Linked DNA regions of Mus musculus: regions 1, 2, 3 and 5 are each linked to region 4. The links are chromatin contacts, called in public ChIA-PET, Hi-C and promoter capture Hi-C maps. All regions are on one chromosome and are shown on one strand. Each heading gives the region's core, a stretch centred on a gene start, on an enhancer-like site or on the middle of the called end of the contact. The rest is flanking DNA. Distances are from core to core; before and after follow the strand shown.

Region 1 (2,700 bases), core at 156-2,655, 490 kb after region 4:
CTGTAAGCTGTTGCAGAAGGTGGTCTCTTTGGGACTGGACCTTTATAGCATTCCAAAGTCAGCAAACAGCTGGTAGAGTCCCGGATTCAGCAGCCTCGGGTCTGCTGAAGTTTCTCTGTACTGGAAAACTTCCAGTTCAAGTAGGAAAATTATGATTAATATTTTTGTATTTCTGGTAAAGAGAAAAGGAGCCAGAGAGAGGACAGAATAAAAATAGATCTCAGATTCTAAATAAAAGAACCAGAAAAGTCTAAAAGATTATTCAAAAGTGAGATGAACAGTTTATGAGAAATTATAAAAAATGAATTCGCCAAATCCTGGAAAAAAAATCTACCTTTCTTAAAGAATTTTGTAGATTTTGAGGTAAATGTCAAAGCTATAAGATGTTTCTTTGAGCAATTTGAAAGTCTCTTAAGATGTCCTAAGAACAAGAGAAATGGAGCAGAAAACGATACAGTTGGGACTTGATCAGATCTATAGCTGTGCTAAATAATGGATGATTATCCACATGGAAGTTTCAGATGTACAAGGCCATACTCTTGGCCCTTGGTCTCTTCACCCTCTTCTTTAGTTATGGGGTAAACAAACCCCCCATAAAGACAGCATAGCAGTTCTTATTATAAGTCTGTCCCTGGATGAGGACTACAGGAAGGCTGGAATAATCCTATGGCAGAACGGAGTAATCTGTATCTTGAGCTATTCACAGTATTCAGATTTAGGTGGAAGGATGGCCTGACAGCCCGTGAATGTGACCGGTTGGTAGTTGCCCCAATGCTATGCATTTTCCCATTTAGGGACATTCCAAACTATAAAAGCACCATAGAATTAGTATCTAGAACGAAAGAAGGAATACTTATAATTAAAAGGAGTAACCACCAAAAGTACAGAAGTCCAAGTAAGGGGTGGAGAAAACACAGCTCTCACCTCAGGACCAAACCTCACTCGGGCCATTTACAAATGAAGTCACTGCAAACCTAGGGAGGCTGGGCATAAACCGATATAAGCAAGTGGGAAGGCAAGAAGGTGTAGTATGGACAGACGGACAAACTCCAGAGTGCACAAAATGCACTTTGCGTTTCCGCCGAGGACTTCATGCGGTTGGTGCACATCACATTCGCACTAAATACTAATGCAGACGTAAAGGGAAGCCGTCGGTCCAAGTGAAAGCTTTCACCACTTTCCGTTACAGGTCGAGGCGTTTTGTAAGCTTGGGTCGGCCCCTCATGGCGTGGTCTCTTCTGAGCTCACCCGCCGCAGCTTCGGGCTGAGACACACAGGAGGGCGGAGCGGGGTGGGGCTGAAAAGGAAAGGGACACCCAAGGCCGGGCAAGAGTAGGAGGCGGAGCTCAGACTAACCCCAAGGCCCTCCAGACGTTGCGTGGCAACGGACCACGCCTGCCAAGTGACTCAAAGGTGCGCGCTTCCGTTGTTCCCAGGAAGTTGTGGGCTCCTGGTCCTGCCCCATAACTGAGGCGGAAGCATAGCTTGTGGAGCTGGGCCGCGTTGCCGCTGTGCATCAGCCCATGGCTGCCTACTCCTACCGCCCAGGCCCGGGTGGTGGCCCCGGCCCTGCTGCTGGAGCTGCACTGCCAGACCAGAGCTTCCTGTGGAACGTCTTCCAGCGGTAAGGCCAGCGCCGCTCAGCTCCTTCGGCCCTTGGGTCGGTCCTCAGTTTTCAGGGCCTATTCTCCAGTCCTCCCTCTCCCCAGCCCTTCATCCCCCGACCTCCTTCCCAGTCCTTCCTACTCCCCTCCATCCCCGACTTTCTCTCTTCTACAATAGCACAGGGTTCAGGGTCATGTTGGCAGTGACTTTGCCCAGGGCCGAAGGGCGCGGAACAGTCGCCCTACAGGGTCAGGTGCTTGCGTTAGAAACAGGACAAATCTTGAATCAGGAAAACGGCATCAGTGAAAAGAGCTGGCTGCTATTGCATGTCTTCTGTCCCTGGCCGTCCTTCTGAATGACTGATTGTCTTTCCACTGACTCGTGCCAAAGAATGACTTATTCGTCCTAGAGAATCTTTCTTTACCTATTATGATGAACTGGTGCAGGTATAAATTAAGCAGACTTGAAGAGCTAACAGAAAGCTTGAAAGGAATAGAGAAAAGATGACTCAACCCCTCCTACTGCTTCTGGTTGTTCATTAGTCTCTGGCACACCTGGGGGCGTGTGACATTCCAGCTGAGCAAAGAGGAAGGTCTGGCCAGAGTAACATTCCAGACCTAGTGTAGATTGATGAAAATGATGTCTTGGCTATGTTTTATTTTTAATACTTCCTTTACATTTAATCACCAGCTTACCTGTTTTCTGTTTGTTTGTTTGTTTGTTTGTTTTTGTAGGGTTGATAAAGACAGGAGTGGAGTGATTTCAGACAATGAGCTTCAGCAAGCATTATCCAATGGTGAGTTGAAGCCTGATTCATTCACAGTAAGCAGTTTCCTTCCTGGAATTATTTCCAAAGAAGTCCTTAAGACTAAATTGCCATTACCGGTATAAGGTAAAGGTGTTTGCTAAGCTTCTGTGTTTGTATTTTCTTAATTATCATTGCTGCCTTACCGAGCTCCAGAACAAATGTATGTGAGCCTCTGAAATGGGAGCTATAGTGTAGACCTTGCCCAAGAGTGAAAAAGGTTAGCTCTGTGCAACAGAGGTCCCTCACTTATCTAGAAGGCCTTTGACCTGCTATCAGTCTTAGCAACT
Region 2 (2,700 bases), core at 105-2,604, 280 kb before region 4:
CCCCCTTAACTGTGGACAATTTCCCTGGCAATGGTGAGGGGTTTGACTCCATTTCAAGGGAAAGAAATGCTCAGATTAGAAATCACACCCTCTGTGATTCTCTTTTGGGACTGCTCTGCCAAGCAGACTCCAACTTAATGCTTCTGCGCACCCCTCCCCACCTGTCTGTTAATTCAGCATACACTTGGACAAATATCAGTTTATCTCATAACCCGAAAACCCCAGGAAATGTTTGTGCACACGGCCGAGGTACAAGACAGAAAGAGATCCTTTCCCCACAGTCATTTCTGCAACCAGACCATGCTAAGACACTGGCCATGCAAAGTTAGGAAGCTCAGACTTCACAAGTTATCAGGGAAAATCCTGAACTCCCCCACTGGCGATGCTCGGACTTTTTCCCCTACCTAATCCCCTTCCAGTTTCCCCTACAGATTCTGAACTACCACCACCATCACCTGACTGGGGAGTCACTAGTACCAGCAGCTGGGCGCGCCCTTACACTCAGGAATCTTCAAGCCTGCCTGTCCCCTGTTTTCAGTACTGGGAGCTGGTGCTGCCATATTGAAAAAGAAGGAAAGCGTCAGCTCTGGCCGCAAGCCTCCTGTGTCCCAGGGGACCGAGCTCACTTCCTTTCCCAAGATAGACGAGAGCCCCTGTGCACCTTCAAGTTCCCCGAACAAACGTAAAAGGCTTTTTATTTCATTTTCCAAACCTCGAGGAAGAGGATTTCAAGTCTAGAGCCAACAACAGAGAGAACAGTGTCGGCTGAGCAGCTTCCTCTTGTTTAGCGGCGCCCAGCCCAAACAGTAAATAATGCAAGCATTTCTCCTCTAAAAGCGCGAGCAGGGGGAGGATTCTCCGAGCTGCTTGCGACACTGGGCGCCGGGTAGCGCAAGCGGCTCCCACTTCACTTTAGCCCTACCAGAGTCCTTAAGCCCCAGAAAGTTTTTCGAAAGTGGAAACTCTTACCTGACCCAAAAGGTCATACCCCAGTTCTTCGGCGATGGCAGAGGCAGCTTCTTGCCCTCCGGGGATCTCCGCCGCCCATTCATTAACAAACTGCCTCTTTGCTTTTACACTGTTTAGTGCACACCAAACGCAAAAGAAGGCGAAAGCAGTACACTGCAGAGTCCAACCTCTTTGCTCCATGGCTCAAAACCTTGTTCTCACACAAGTAGGAAGGGCTGGGAGAAAAGAAGCAAGATCAGAGACACACCAGCTAGACTCGACCTTTCCACCCAGCAGCTTAAAACCTCTCCTGGCTCTGGGTTGCTCTACTAGAGCTAGAGGCTCACTGGGAGAGGCTGGGCGGCGAGAGCGAGCGCTCACTAAAGTGCTTCAGTCTCCCGACTGAGTGGAGCCCCAGCCTTACCAACCAGAATAGAAATGAGTGTTTACACGTCAAATCGACGAAAGCCATCTCTTGACGTCAGATCTACCTGGACTGAGAACTGGATGGTATTCCCGGCGGGGTGGAGAAGTGACTAAAATAGGCAGGGAAGGATTAAGAAAAGGAAAAGAAACTGGTGGGATCGGTCAGTTCTGCTGCCTGTTCATAAATACTGTAGCTGTGAGAAACATCTCCATTCTTCAAAGAGAACCGCCTCATTTGAATATAACTACCAAGATCCCAAGGCAGGAAGCACAACAATTACCCCTCACTCCCTACCTCCCACCCCCGCCTTCCATCTATTTTCTCTATCTTACCTTATATCTCCTATGAATGTGCCTGGTGATGATAGAATTCTTATAATGGTTCTTGAGTATCAGCATTTGTTATAAAACAGACACAATCTAGGACTCGTGTTTTGATCTTTCAGAGGCTGGGAGCAGAGGAGCGAAGCTACCTGATGCATTGTTTCAAATCCTGTAAGGAAATAAGCACTTCCTCTACACAGTGTTGAAACAACATTTTTATAGTGCGTTTTAAATCACTCGTAATTCCTCCTCTCTTGCTTCTGACCCCTACTAAAGCAGTTTCTAAAATTCGACCCCAGATCATTTGGAGCCCAGGGCCACCATCATTACAGTGTTTACATTAAAAAGGAGAAAAGGAAGACTGATTGATTAGCAACATGAGTTTTTAACATAGAAACATGTTTTAAATTTTCAACGAGGAGGTTCAGAGCCCCAAAGACTTTCATATCGACTCAGTGAGGGAGGTGGCAAGTTTCATTAACCCAGAACTTTCTATTTTTCCCTCACTGGAGATTTTAACTTTGGCACTGACTTGAAGCTGTGCTGGTACTTTCACATAAAATACAGCAAGAATCTTTGTGGAATACAGATTGCCCTTAGAGGGAGAATAAGAGAACGTCCCTATGCCCACCTTCGAAACAGCAATCATACTGCCTTGATGGACTCTAACTGGAGGGATTGAACAGAGGAGAGCAAACCCCAGCCTTTAATATTCAGCACCGATGTGTGGACAGCGATAATCTCAGTGCCTCTATGAAAGCCTTCTGAGCAGAAAGGGCGCTGCTGCCCTGGCCAGCTCTCAGCAGCTTTCTGTTTGACCTGGGTCTTTCCCTCCTTTGAACAGCAAACTAGGAAGCCTTAGTGGAAGTCTGATGAGGGTCATGATGGTTACTATGTGCATCTTGTTCACCGGGCCTACTTGGCAAGGAAAAGAAATTGAGAGGTGTATTTTTTTTTTCTGAAAAAGATTATTTAACCTCCTAAAGGGAGTGGGAGTGGAGG
Region 3 (2,700 bases), core at 107-2,606, 340 kb after region 4:
TTCTTCTGGTGTATCTGAGGACAGCTACAGTGTATATTCATGGACATTAAAAAAAAATCTTAAAAAAATGCCTTACTAGCACTTAGTAACTTATACTTGTCTGTTGGGATCTGTGAATATCAAAGTCATTGTATCCTTTGTTAGTATGCCACTTTTGGAGGTATGTGGATGGGAAAACTTTTAGGTTCTTTTGAGGAGCCATTAAATCTGTAAGGTAGAAGTTACTAGAATCAGAACAAAACAAAACATTAAGATGCAAAACGAATACTTTGTAAGTCTGATATTTCTTCTTTGTGTAATAGGGATACTATTGACTCGGTGGGACCATCAAGAATAATGGTGCCTACCATTTGATCTTGAACCATGTGGTTATATTACCTAAAGACCTGGTAAAATTAAATGGTCTATGCTTTATATCATTATCAAAAAAAGACACCAAGCCCCATGATTGCTTACATTTTAAGAGGATTCCCTAGGTGAAATTTAAAACAACAACTGAAGAAATAGTGGTTTTCTGTTGTATGAGAACTGGGCCCCTGAGTAAAGTAAACCTATTTCCCATCAGGGAATTCCGGGTTCTTGCATAGCCCCCTTATGACTTTCTTTGGGGCAGGAAGGAAGATGCTGATAGTATGAAAAAGAGGACTGGGAAGGCAGATGAGAGAAGAGACAGGAGCTGATTTCACATAGCACAGCAAAATCTTTGTGCTAACCCTGAGCCTAACCCTAAACCTGTAACCCTAACCACACTAACCCTAATCTAAACACTCTTTATCTTAATCCTAACCCTCTAATCCCCTAACTCTAACCCTGCATCCTGTAAGGGAGTTTTCTTAATTATTCCTTTTGAAGTGAGAAACCCTTGCTATATCTTGGTCTTTTGAGAGTTTAAGATCCACCTTTAATCCAGGCTACACATTCTTTCTGAAACCTACATACATAAAGGACCTTAAACAGGGAAGTTCTTTCAAATTGTCTACTTCTTTCCCTACATTTTTTAGCAAGGTGTTTTGTTTGTTCATTCATTCATTTTGTTTTGTTTTTAAACTGGCATTAGTAAGTACGTATTTCTTCAGAATTCTGGTAAGTTCTCAAGATCCGCTGAGATATCAAGCAATGTGAACTCAACAAGTCCTTGATTTTTCTTCTTTCCCTTGGCAATGAATGTGCTAAGCCATTATTGGACTAGGAGGACCACTGTCTGTGAGACATTCTATTAATCCCCTTTCTACATACATAAAGAAATTCGTCCTATGAGATGAGGTACGATTATCTGTACTAATACAACTGTGGTTTGTCTCCACCCTGCCACTGAGGAAGATGCGCTGGCTAACAACAGTGCTCTACACTGTTTGTCATCTCTTTCCTGGTTTTCTCCCAAGGTTGTTTCATACCTCTTTGGTGAAAAGGACCTGCATTTCCCCTGGTCCAGCATCAAGCTACAAAACAAAACTCTTGTATCCTAAAATCCTCTTTAGTGTTATTATCCTGGGCATCCTTCCACTGGTGAGCCAGATTGATAACTCCACTCCCAGTTTAGTAAAAGGCTAGCGACCTTGATTTCAGGAAGAAGGGGAAGTGCTGTGAGGAAAGCTCAAGCAAGCCAGGAAGTAGGTCATGGTGAGTGCAGGACCACTGCTACAACGGGAAGGAGCAGGCGGCTGAACAGCCTGAGCTGAAATGCTGTCTCCACTCCCACCGCTCGGAGGATAGACACAAATGCTAATGGAGAGCAAGTCAGACCAGAGATCTGGAAAAGGTCTGACCCAAGACTGGAAGCTCTATTTAACCTTGAGGAGGGGTAAGACTCATTGGGCAATCTAGGGCCCCAGGCGGATCTGCCAGTCAGACAATGAGGAGGGTTCTTCCGGGTGGCTTGCTGCACGTTCGTTTTGGAATGCAGGAGTGAATAGTCCTTTCCGTCCTGCTTTGAGTAATGCTGTTGGGTGCCATTGGGGACCTTAAGCGAGCTCCGAAGTTGAGACATGGTGAGTGCGAGATCACTGCCCACAAAGGGGAGGAGCAGGCGGATGAACAGCCGGAGCTGCAATGGTGGATCCTCCTCAAAGTCGGCCTGGGACCACAGATAGAGGAGGCTCTAGGAGGATAGGCACAAATGCCACCCGAATGCAAACCACTCCCGAGATCTGTAAAAGGACTGGACCGGGACAGGAAGCACACTTTAATCTAGAGGCGGGGTAAGACTCGCTGGCCAATCAAGGATTCCAGGGCGAACTGCCAGTCAGACAATGAGGCGGGGTCTTCCGGATGCCTTGCTGGAAGTTTGTTTTTGCTCTACAGGATTGAACCGTCTCTGTGTCTTGCTTTGAGCGCTGCTGTTGGGTGCTGTGAGTGGACCTCAAGTAAGCTCCGTTTTTGAAACATGGTAAGCGCATGGTTACTGTCTATAATGGGTAGGGGCAGGTGGCTGAGCAGTGGGAGCTGAGGTGGTGTGTCCTCTCTGGGGCTGTATGGGAAGCCTCAGCCAGATGTAACCAGATGTGGCCAATTGTGCGGTCCTTTGTGATGCTCCTCACTTGCTAAAACAGGCGGTGAACTCTGAATAACATCAGTATCAGGGCTGAATCAGCTCAAAACATTAGGATTAGGGGCTTGCTTGTAGAAATTTCACGGGCAGGATGCCAAACTTGGAGAGCCCTAGTTTCTCTTGAATCTTCTATAAGTTTTGCCCCCAGCATT
Region 4 (2,700 bases), core at 166-2,665:
AATGCTATTGTGGTGACACAGGCTTTTCTGTGGCTGGCACCAGCCAGCAATAAATAGCTGTAGGCTGACAGGCCCTTTGGATGAGCACTCAAAAGGTTTGTTAAATTTCACTTCCAGCCCCCAAACAGGAAGTACTGCATAAAATGAAGCCAAGGCAAAAACCAACCCAACCTCAGAAACATAGGCTCCAGAAAGGAAGATGACTTTAATACCTGTGATTCTCTGCTGATTTGCATTAGAGCAGGCAGGCTTCTGCTCGAAAACCCTTAGTACATTTACAGAATTGGCTACATAAATAATCAAACACAGGATATAACACACACACAAGTACACGAACACTGAGAGACCAATTTGTTTTCAAGATCTTCTCTCTTATTTGTAGTTCAGATTTAGGCTAGATTTGAATTAGTGACAGACTGCAAAGAAGTGTCTAATTCTTCAAATTCTTAGAAAAAGGGGTCTAGGCCACGCCCCAGTCCAGCTCTCTGGTTGCACAATCACTAGATTGGTCTGGACAACTCCACCCGGGAACTGCAATCTCCAGCTTCCCCTATTTGCGATTCACTGAGAACCCTGCAGCTTGGGGGCTAGTCTGGGGGAGGGTCTTGTTTTACAAACCCTGAGCAGACAGTGTTGAATTCAGCTCTGGGTTGCTGAGAAGTTGGGCTCTCTGCAGTGAGCCCAGGGCAGGAAGGGGAGGGCCTAACTGAGCTGGGCGAGGGCTCAGGGCTGGGTCGGAAAAGCTGCCTCACTGAGCTGTCCCGCTCCTCCTGTCCCGAGGTGGCTGCCCGCTCCTCCCTCCCCCCCGCAAACAATTTCGCTGCGTTTTCCCGGAAGCTGCGCCCGCAGCGGCTTCACCGAAAAATGTCCCAGCCCGGCCCGAAGCCTGCCGCCTCTCCCAGGCCCAGTCGCGGCGCGGCAGCTCGCCACACCCAGGAGGTGAGTCGTACTCCAGACTGAGCCGCGGGGCAAGCGGCAAAAGGCCTAAGTCCTGGAGTGTCCCGCCGCAGTCTCGGGGCGTTGCCCCTCTTTGCACCTTCCAGAGTGGGAAAGAGATCAGAACTCCATGCCTGCGGGCAAGCAGGTGGCTAAAGGCTCTCCGAATTGGGTAGTGGCAGGAGTTGGGTGGAGGGACTCCTGGAGCAAAGCGGGCTAGTGAGACCCAGGCAGTGAGCATGGGCATGGAGGCAGAATAAAGTTGACTTGGGACCTCCGGAGTGGGCTCCTGTGGCTGGGCAGAAGAGTTCTGACCTCCGTGTGAAGTCACCCCCGCGCCCCCAACCCTAGCCCTCCATTTAGGGAGTGGCAGCTGAAAAACTGACACACACCTCTTTCCTAATTAGCTTTGGGATGGGGCGGGACCACGCTAGCTTGGGCGGGCCCTGTCGCTCTTTCCCCTTGTGCCCTCCCACCCGGCAGCTGTGTCCTGTGCGGTGTCAGCCGGGTCCCAGCCAAGCAGAGTGTCATCGTGGTGCACGTTCTGCGTTCTCGAGAGGTTCCCAGCGGAGCAAGTCAGGGTTGTCGCGATGGCATTCGCAAGTTGGTGGTACAAGACGGTAAATAGAAGGGGCAAGGTCTGGGAAGGAAGTGTATTTACCTCGCTCCTCTAGGAAGTAGAGGAACCACGTCCAGAAGTTGGAGGGTCAAGGGCAGGGACCCGGTGAGACCTCCTTGAAGAACTTCTGATTAAGCTCGGGCAGAAGCAGAAGGCTCTACTTTCAGTGGTAATCCGGACTGGGCGCTCTGGGCGGTACAGTCTGGGCGGCGAGCTGCACCAAGCTCAGCTCGCGTTCCCAAATTGAATGGACAGCAATCCTTAGTTCCGCCCTTTGGAACACATACCTGGATAGGTAGACAAGAGGGAGGCACTGTAGCCCAGGTTTAGTTTTTCAACTGCTAAGTAAAGATAAAAAACTTACAAAGAAAAGAATGGTCAAGCAGTTTCAAACTCGAAAGAGGAGGGTGGAGAATGGGAAAGAAAAAAAAAACCATCAGGGAACAACTGATCAATTTTCAGGGGCGGGGGATGGGGAGAGAGAAATGAGTATAGCTCACTACTCTATATAACTTTATAAGAGGACAAACGTGTTCCTTTTGGTTAGTGCACTGAACGTCTGTCCTACCAAGTATGTTATACCCAATCAAGCTGGAACTTGTAATGTTTTGAAACCAGGAAGCATAGTTTTAGCATTACATTTTTTTAAAAAACCAACAAAAACAAAAGAGTTCACAAACCCTGTGGTTACAGAGAGTCATAAGTTGATTTATGGCGAGAATTTCAAAATCTTCCTTCCTCCCAGTAAGTGGTATGGAAAAAAGATGCAATAACCAGATAATCTTTGCAACTAGAAACCTGGGGTTAGAATTAGAAAGTAGGCATCGAGGACTGATTGATCATCTAGGTGTGCTAGCCTTCCGGTGCACTGTAGAGTTCTTAACTCAAGTGGCAATGATTTCAATGTGTCAGTCTTTGTAAATGTGTTTCCATATCTGTAAAATAGCAGATGTCTCCATAAGGACTAGATTCAGCAGGAGATGACATGCCACATACATGTTTTCAGTGATGTTTCTTTGGGAAAGTTCTTCCTCACACTTTTCTGTGCTATTTAAATGTATAGTTTTATTTATTTTATATATTTTATTGATTATTTTATTTATTTACATTTCAACTGTTATTCCCCCTTCCTGGTTTCCCCTCTG
Region 5 (2,700 bases), core at 89-2,588, 310 kb after region 4:
TTTCTGAAACCTACATACATAAAGGACCTTAAACAGGAAAGTTCTTTCAAATTGTCTACTTCTTTCCCTATATTTTTTAGCAAGGTGTTTTGTTTGTTCATTCATTCGTTTTGTTTTGTTTCTAAACTGCATTAGTAAGTACGTATTTCTTCAGAATTATGGTAAGTTCTCAAGATCTGCTGAGATATCAAGCAATGTGAACTCAACAAGTCCTTGATTTTTCTTGTTTCCCTTGGCAATGAACGTGCTCAGCCATTATTGGGCTAGGAGGACCACTGTCTGTGAGACATTCTATTAATCCCCTTTCTACATACATAGAGAAATTCGTCCTATGAGATGAGGTACATTTATCTGTACTAATTAATACAAGTGTGGTTTGTCTCCACCCTGCCACTGAGGAAGATGCGCTGGCTAACAACAGTGCTCTACACTGTTTGTCATCTCTTTCCTGCTTTTCTCCCAAGGTTGTTTCATACCTTTTTGGTGAAAAGGACCTGCAGTTTCCCTGAAGCCAGCATCAAGCTACAAAACAAAACTCTTGTATCCTAAAATCCTCTTTCATATTAATATCCTGGGCATCCTTCCACTGGTGAGCCAGAATGATACCTCCACTCTCAGTTCATAAAAGGCTATCCACCTTGATTTCAGGAAGAAGGGAAAGTGCTGTGAGGAAAGCTCAAGCAAGCCAGGAAGTAGGTCATGGTGAGTGCAGGACCACTGTCAAAACGGGAAGTAGGGGGCAGCTGAACAGCCTGAGCTCCCAAGGCTTGGAGGATAGACACAAATGCTACTGGAGAGCAAGTCAGACCAGAGATCTGGAAAAGGTCTGACCCGGGACTGCAAGCTCTATTTAACCCTGAGGAGGGGTAAGACTCACTGGCCCATCAAGGCCCCCAGGCGGACCTGCAAGTCAGACAATGAGGGTTGTTTAGGGTGGCTTCCTGCCGGTTCGTTTTGTTGTGCAGGCATGAATAGTCCTTTCTGTCCTGCTTTGAGTACTGCGTTGGGTGCGGTGGGGGACCTTAAGCGAGCTCCGAAATTGAGACATGGTGAGTGCTAGATCACTGCCCACAAAGGGGAGGAGCAGGCGGATGAACAGCCTGAGCGACGATAGTGGATCCTCTTCCAGGGCTGCATGGGACCACAGATAGATGAGGCTCTAGGAGGACAGACACCAAAAGCTACCCGAATGCAAACGACTCCCGAGATCTGTAAAAGGACCTGCCCCGGACAGGAAGCACACTTTAAACTAGAGGAGGGGTAAGACTCGCTGGCCAATCAAGGCTTCCGGGCGGAACTGCCAGTCACACAACGACTCGGTTTCTTCCGGAAGCCTTACTGGAAGTTTGTTTTTTGCTGTACAGGCTTGAATGTTTCTCCGTGTCTTCTTTGAGCGCTGCTATTGGGTGCTGTGAGGGGACGTCAAGTAAGCTCCGTTTTTGAAACATGGTGAGCGCATGGTTACTGTCTATAATGGATAGGGGCAGGTGGCTGAGCAGTGGGAGCTGAGGTGGTGGGTCCTCTCTGGGGCTGGATGGGAAGCCTCAGCCAGATGTAACCAGATGTGGCCAATTGTGCGGACCTTTGTGATGCTCCTCACTTGCTAAAACAGGCGGTGAACTCTGAATAACATCAGTATCAGGGCTGAATCAGCTCAAAACATTAGGATTAGGGGCTTGCTTGTAGAAATATCACGGGCAGGATGCCAAACATGGAAAGCCCTAGTTTCTCTTGAATCTTCTATAAGTTTTGCCCCCAGCATTTACCTATTAAGTATAAGATCCATTTGTAGTTAATTTTGTGGAGCTGTTAAAAGGCATCTCATGTGTTGGGTAGCACTCCCATGTTAAGCTGAGATGTAGAAGAGTAGAATTGATGATGTAAAGGGTTTACCAAGCTTAGGAAATAGTGACAGTAAGTAGCATTTAGCTGATGGAGGACTGTGTCAAAAACACCCCACAGGTTAGTATGCTAAGCAGGCCGGTTAGAGACTAGGATGCTAGGATTCACATGTTAGCTCACCAGGTTTGTCTACACAGCTGGCTCCAAACTATAACAAAGGAGAGACAACTGTGATGTACAATCAGCCACTTGGCCCATGCTCAAAGCAAAAAGCAGGTCTGTAACAAGCTGCTCAATCCATCCTTAACAGAGTCACAACCAACATGAAGGCCTGGTGTGCCTAAAGCTCCCATTGTCTAATTGAGAAAAGCATTGTTCTGCCACTCCACTGGTTGACATCCATTTGAGAAGGAAAAACACCTATGTGCTTGCAGACAGGAGCTGAGCATGGCTGTCCTCTGAGAGTCTCTACCAGTAACTGAGACAGATGCAGATACTTACAGCCAACCAATGGACTCCAGTCAGGGACCCTATGGAAGAGTTAGGGGAAGGATTGAAGGAGCTATAGGGGATGCCAGTCCCTTAAGAAGACCTATAGTATCATGTAACCTAGACCCCCGGGAGCTCAGAGAGACCAAGCCATCAACCAAAGAGAATACATGGGCTGGTCCATGGTCCCAGGAACATATGTAGCAGAGGACTGCTAATCTGTACCGAATAGGAGACTATACACCTAATCTTGTAGACTTGATTCCCCCGGGAAGAAGAATGAGGAAGGTGAGGAGTGGATGAGAGGAGTGGAGATGGAGTGATGGAGCAAGGTGTCACAGGCAAAGGGAAGGGGGAGGAGCGTAAAGA

The links. Promoter capture Hi-C pulls out the DNA fragments that hold promoters and counts their contacts. Hi-C and Micro-C count contacts between places; a contact is called where the count stands out from the background. ChIA-PET counts read pairs in DNA pulled down with a chosen protein or histone mark.
Region 1: an RNA polymerase II ChIA-PET map of effector CD8 T cells shows a contact between it and region 4, with 15 read pairs. The contact joins the promoter of Pdcd6 here to the promoter of Cast in region 4. A contact is called at or near these places in 11 of 39 promoter capture datasets (the 3T3-L1 cell line, 3T3-L1-derived adipocytes, the C10 cell line and 7 more), 2 of 115 datasets of contacts at active chromatin or transcription factors (effector CD8 T cells and memory CD8 T cells) and 2 of 9 other capture datasets (adipose tissue and liver).
Region 2: a contact with region 4 is called in a promoter capture Hi-C map of liver, with 3 times the contacts expected there. The contact joins the promoter of Pcsk1 here to the promoter of Cast in region 4. A contact is called at or near these places in 6 of 39 promoter capture datasets (cranial neural crest, frontonasal cranial neural crest, hippocampal neurons and 2 more) and 1 of 115 datasets of contacts at active chromatin or transcription factors (embryonic stem cells).
Region 3: a contact with region 4 is called in a promoter capture Hi-C map of hippocampal neurons, with 2.9 times the contacts expected there. The contact joins the promoter of E430024I08Rik here to the promoter of Cast in region 4. A contact is called at or near these places in 3 of 39 promoter capture datasets (hematopoietic stem and progenitor cells, hippocampal neurons and liver) and 1 of 484 Hi-C or Micro-C datasets (embryonic stem cells).
Region 5: a Hi-C map of B cells shows a contact between it and region 4, with 16 read pairs. The contact joins the promoter of Zfp825 here to the promoter of Cast in region 4. A contact is called at or near these places in 1 of 484 Hi-C or Micro-C datasets (B cells), 1 of 115 datasets of contacts at active chromatin or transcription factors (extraembryonic endoderm stem cells) and 2 of 9 other capture datasets (adipose tissue and liver).

The regions. Positions count from the first base shown.
Region 1 is chr13:74,316,031-74,318,730 of GRCm38.p6, reverse strand. Pdcd6 (programmed cell death 6) reads left to right here and starts at 1,405. Exons shown (of 6, transcript NM_011051.3): 1 at 1,405-1,624; 2 at 2,340-2,401. The coding sequence starts at 1,524.
Region 2 is chr13:75,088,511-75,091,210 of GRCm38.p6, reverse strand. Pcsk1 (proprotein convertase subtilisin/kexin type 1) reads right to left here and starts at 1,354. Exons shown (of 14, transcript NM_013628.3): 1 at 970-1,354. The coding sequence starts at 1,149.
Region 3 is chr13:74,462,268-74,464,967 of GRCm38.p6, reverse strand. It overlaps E430024I08Rik (a long non-coding RNA gene), which reads left to right and starts at 1,356. Exons shown (of 8, transcript XR_003950546.1): 1 at 1,356-1,759; 2 at 2,302-2,386.
Region 4 is chr13:74,806,675-74,809,374 of GRCm38.p6, reverse strand. It overlaps Cast (calpastatin), which reads left to right and starts at 1,415. Exons shown (of 31, transcript NM_009817.4): 1 at 1,415-1,556. The coding sequence starts at 1,527.
Region 5 is chr13:74,492,599-74,495,298 of GRCm38.p6, reverse strand. It overlaps Zfp825 (zinc finger protein 825), which reads left to right and starts at 1,338. Exons shown (of 5, transcript NM_001377115.1): 1 at 1,338-1,449.